Linked DNA regions of Columba livia: region 1 is linked to region 2. Evidence: chromatin contacts called from public Hi-C data. All regions are on one chromosome and are shown on one strand. The core of a region is the stretch at or near the end of the contact, and the rest is flanking DNA. Distances in the headings are between cores, read along the strand shown.

Region 1 (2,740 bases), core at 111-2,610, 78 kb after region 2:
TTTTCACCGTTTTTAAAAAAATGTTTTCTTGCTTTCCCCTTGTCTGCTTGAATCTGACCTGTTGACTGGCAGTATCTGTCACATAAGGCTGTCAAAGCATGTGCATAAATAACAAATGCTGTAGAAAATTATCTAAACCACTGATTTTTACTTTAGTACTGTGTGTCCAAGGAGGCTAAGAATTGATTTGAGGAGACATATATAAATTTGTTGGGTTTGTTTTGGTGTTTGTTTTGTGTTTGTGTTTGTTTGTTTGTTTGTGGTTTTTTTTAACAGCTGAAAATGAGACATTGACTGAGAAGGAAAAAGAAGGGAAGGTCAATATTTTTCTTGAGCAGTAATAAACTTCATGCACATGAAATCAGGTGCCAGCACACGCACTGATGAATTGCTTTATCAGAACTCATTGGAATCTCTCCCCTGTGGCTAAAGCTTTCACCAGTAGTGCTTTGTCCTTTTAAATTAAAATTCACCAAATAGGGAAAGAGACAGTGAGGAGGCCAAAGTAGGTGACTATTCACCTTGGAGGAGGTGGCAGCTTCCCAGCAGCGTCAGCTGTAGTGGCAGCCTGTTCACGGCACGCTCTTTCAGCTGTATTAATTGAATCAGGCAGTTAATAAGAGCTAGTCCAGTTCTCAGGGAAGTCATTTCCATTGTCTTTACTGGGAGCTGGGTGGGAATGTCTGTCTTGAGGTAAAAAAGTTGTTTATCATTGCAGGATATTGTGGCTACCATGATAACAGAGCAGCAGCACAATTAGAAAGACACTCCCTAAAAGCTGTGTGAAGTCGCTGATAGAGAAATTTAATGGGCAGTTTGCCTCTCCTGGTGCTCAAAGGTTCTGGGCCTGTGCAGGGTTTTATTTTTGTTTTAGTGAAATGTTCATCAAAATTAATAATGAAAAAATGAGTTCTGAAAATCCAGCAGTTTCAAAACAGGTTTCATAATGCATTCCAATGCATTGAGCTGTGAACTGGGATTAATTATATGATGACAGTTAAGCGGTTGAAGGAATGTGGGGCAAAATTCTGTGTTGAGCATCTGAGAAGACAACAGTGAGCTCTTGCTACACGGTGAGGAGGAGGAGGAGATGGGGGCCTGGGGGCTGGAGACCACTGTGGTCTCATCCCATCTCCAACCTTTTACACTTCTGTGGAGAACTAGATGTGAGGTGTGGTTGTTGCCCAGGCTGCCCTCTGGCGAAGTGAAGTGTTTATGGTCCTATAATGTAAAGCCTGTATCTGGTGAGTGCCTCCTGTGTCTAGCAGGGAACAACATTTCCTGCAGTACTGTACTGCAGAGCTTGCTGAGGTCTCCTTGGAAAGCAAGTTTTTGACTATAGTGCTTCCACCAGAGGAAAGCACTCCTGGGTAGCACTGGGGGTTTTAGAGTCTCTTTACGCTATTTTAACACTTACCTAATCTAAGTAGAAAGGAAGAAGCAGGAGGATCTTATCTTTTATGTATAAAATGAGCACTGGGAATGTGCTTCGGCAGATTGCCTGTTGATGTGTCAGAGATGTTTCGTGTTTGTCCTCTAAACCAGCGGAGGACTGTCTCTAGCAGTTCTCTGAGGTCCTGCGCATCGTCCCCTCTGCTCAGGTGATGCAGTTCTCCTGGGTGTATGGGCTGGTGCAGGCTGGCAGGAGACGAGTGATCTCCTTTATCTTCATGATGTTGGGGGGGTGTGGCGAATCTGTACGTGTCAATACAAAGGCAACTGTTCCACTGCTTGCATGTGCATTAACCAGTGATTCAGTTTTGTGGAAGGAAAACTCCAGCAGTGACAACGTCTGTAGAGTGGGTTTTTTTCCACAGTACAGGAAAGAAAAATGTAAAAGATGTTTCCTCTTCCACCACTGCTTGAAGTTTCACTAGTAGAACTTTGCATGAGAAGAGCTTTTCCTTTAAACAACAATCTGTTTCTCTGCATTGTTCAAAGTGGAATTTCAAAAGTAATTGTGTTATCCACTTAGGATTACTTTGATGTAAAAGGAAAGCGTGTATTGAATGTGATTGGGCATGAAAGGTGGTGATTTGCAGAGTAATTACAATTGGGTTTTGCTTGTTTTAAACAGATCAGCTCTTACGGACTGCGAGTCAGCACTCTGACAGCAGTGGGTTTGCTGAGGACTCCACAGATTGTTCTTCTTTTAATCAGCTTCAGGTAAGGCTCCCACACTGGGGTTGAAGTATTACAGATCATTGTGTGACAGTAGGGACCCGGGGAGGGATGTTGATGTGTGACTGCTATTGTGACCATCAGTTTAGATCTCATTTTCAGAGCTGGACCTGCTGAATCCCTTACAGAACTGTGTTAAAATATTAAGGCCCTTCTGCCAGGATAGTCTGGGTATCCTTGGGCCTGGAATAAGCTCTAAGTTTAATATGTCCTGTTTGCAATTTCTGGTATACCTTTTCTCACCAACTGAGTCTCCAGAATCACAGTCCATTCCTCTCATGACTGCAGTGGGTAGAGATTAAAGTAATTAAATAATATAGCTTTTCTGCTGATAATTTCATTTCTTGTATTGTTTTTGCCTTCCCACTCAGGTTCTTTTGTATATTTTTCTATTTTTTTTTTTTCAGTTAGCAGCTGACAGAAAGTGAAAACAATTTCATACTAACTTAACTGTGAAGGTATATTAATGTCTAGTCGATCCTGAGTTCCCACAATCTTTCTTGTTCCAGTTCCTTTGATCTCAGTCCCAGAACTTGCTGTGACACTGACCAGAGACAGC
Region 2 (2,700 bases), core at 11-2,510:
CAGTTGCTTTTGGTAAATACAAGCTTAAAATTTTAGCAAATCTAGTCTACCAAGTAACATGAATCAAAGAGTATGTTAAAATCATACAGCCTTATATCTCTAAATAATCAATTACATTCAGTATGCATCTACTTAAGTTAAATGACTAATATTGAACTTGAATTGGGCTCATCCACTGACCTGTGAGTAGTAAAACCATTGCCACACAGCTCACTTATTTAGCAGGGAGAACTCATCCAGGGCTCATCTAGGCTGTCATATTTGTAGAATGAAGTGGTTGACTTGTAGCCAAATTGCATACAGTGGGAAAGGTCTGCACGAGACTCCCTGCACCCACAAGCCACCGGTGTTCAGTGTGCTGTTCTGCTTCCCTGTGGGTCTACTGAAAGGAGCTCTTGGCCTGGGTGAGGCTCAGTCCTTTACCTCCTCTGTAGCCTGGACCAAACTGCTGCTGGTTTGTCTGGGCAGGGGGTTCGAGTGCATCCGTCACACTTGTGCATATTAGTTAGCAAATACGAACCCATTCAAAATGTTGAGAAGTTTTAAATCTAAATTCCTATTTAAAGTATTCCCTTATTGATTGGAAATTTATTTTATTTTCTGGAAGTGCTAGTATTACCTTGACATAACGTAACATGTCTTGATACTTGGAAGAAGGATAACATGTTCAAGTCATGACACAGATTTTAAAAAGTTTTAAAATTAAACTGTTCTTATTTAGTTGCCCAATATATATATATATGTGTATATATATATATATTTAATGTTTACTCTTGCAGTTCCCGTATAAATTTGGTGTTTTCCTACTATGTGGTATTTTCAGGGCTGACACACGGTGGTGCTGCAGCTAATAGGTTTATATTTTCTGCAGCTGTTTCTCTGCTGTCACTGTTTTGTTCTTCTCCTTCATTTGCAGATACTGTTTGGGCCATCAAAGTCCCTGACTAAAAAATACCCCATTATTCAATTCCTGATGGACCGTGATCCATTTTTCAGCAGTTCTTAAGTTAATAATAATAACTAGTATAATAGTAGTAGTAATAATAATAATGCCTTCGTGCTGCACATTTCCTTACAAAATGTGTACGCATCATTCTAGTGAAACAGTGCAAATATGGGCATGGTCCAGTAATTATAAACATAGGCACAGAGGGTAAGTTCTGAAAGGAATCTCAAGAGGTCGTCGAGTCCATCCTCTTCATGCAGGAGCCAGGATAGCTGGAGGTCTGCCTGGTCTCTTCTTGAATACCAGTGTGGGCTTTATGGGAATACCTCAAATGTTTTTATGTGTTTTTTCATACACGTCTCCCACATGGGATCTTTGCCTGAGTAAAGATGAGAGATGAAACACGCACAGTTCCACTGTTCCAGTCTCACAGGCAAGAAATGGTCAGATCTGCCAGCGGGCAGTGGAACAGAGCTTTTGGCTTTTCCCAGCATTTCTGTGAGGCTCATCTGTAAGTTCAGAGGTGCTGGAGGAACAGTAGGACACAAGAGGAACTTTGCCGACATCTGGGTCTGCTGCTTTGCTCTGAGAGTCTTCAGGTTTTTATCCCAACACCCCAGATATTTGGCATGCCCACTGTCTTTCCCCCCAGGGAGCCCTTACAGATGCTGGTAGCATTAAAGCAGGCACTGCGGGTGATCACGGAGTGACCAGCGGCAAGGTTTTGCTGTTGCAAAGGAGATGTGTTCCTGCACGGGATGGGTGATGCTGTGATGAGAAGCTGTTTCTCTGCTCCCACTCTGGCTAGCTCAGCCCTCCTTCCACCTTTGCACAGCAACAGCCTCAGTTCCCGGCAGGAAATAACCTGTAGGGACAAATGATCTTAATTATTAGGACAAAGATTACTTGTTTAAGTGCAGATTCTTTGTACTAATACAAAAAATAATCAAGATGTGTCATTGTAATTAAATTGAATCTGTTATTTCCTCCCAAAAGATTTCCCTTTAAATCTAATTTATTATTTGGTTTCTTAATTAGTATTAAAGACCTAAAGATGTTGTGGTTTACACATGAAAAGCATGAGCAAGAGCATGATTGCTATTACGGGCTTCCTGGGAAGCGGTCGGGTTACAGGCTCTGGAAAACAAGGCTCTAGCTGACAAAATGCAGTGAACACGCACACACTGAAGAAGGTGAAGAAGCACAATGAGTGTGCTCCTGCCAAAACAACAGAGGCACTAAGCTGGTGTGGAAAAATTGCCTTCCTAGTCAGGAAAATGTGTTCTTACTTGGTGGTACCATGTGGCGAAAGCCTCAAAACATATGGTAGGATCAATTTTGGTTTTGGACACATGTTTAAACGCTTTTTAACATGCAAACTTCATATTTCTTTGGTCTTGGTGGATATAAGTGAGCTGCTTGTCACATCCTGCTGCTTCACAAAGGCTGATTTTATATGTGTGGACTTTGGAGCTGGGACAGACAGGGGGAATTATGTAGCAGCAGGAAAAAAAAGAGACGATCATCATCAGATTGTAAATGGGAGAAATCAGAACATATACCACTTAAGCTCTTTAATTTTTTTTTAAGGAAGAAAAGGCTGGAATTTTCCTTCATTATTTCAACAGATTTTTTTTTTTTTCCCCCAGAAGAAACACATATTTCTTAGGGGTTTTGTTTGTTTGATTTATTTTCTTGGTTTATTTTTATTGTAGCTGTTATTCTCTCTTTCTATTAATATCTGAAGATTGGAT

What was found. A called contact is a pair of places that touch in the nucleus more often than the background predicts.
Region 1: a contact with region 2 is called in a Hi-C map of liver, with 4 times the contacts expected there. The contact joins two enhancer-like sites. A contact is called at or near these places in 2 of 2 Hi-C or Micro-C datasets (crop and liver).

What each region holds. Positions count from the first base shown.
Region 1 is chr7:25,825,496-25,828,235 of bColLiv1.pat.W.v2, forward strand. ITPRID2 (ITPR interacting domain containing 2) reads left to right here. Exons shown (of 19, transcript XM_065068909.1): 11 at 2,078-2,166. Among named protein-coding and RNA genes, the nearest start is that of PPP1R1C, 20 kb to the right of the region's middle. Within about 2 kb of position 1,361, at least 1 of the 3 cell types and tissues checked has an H3K27ac peak away from gene starts, as active enhancers do.
Region 2 is chr7:25,747,376-25,750,075 of bColLiv1.pat.W.v2, forward strand. No RefSeq gene overlaps it. Among named protein-coding and RNA genes, the nearest start is that of NEUROD1, 16 kb to the left of the region's middle. Within about 2 kb of position 1,261, at least 1 of the 3 cell types and tissues checked has an H3K27ac peak away from gene starts, as active enhancers do.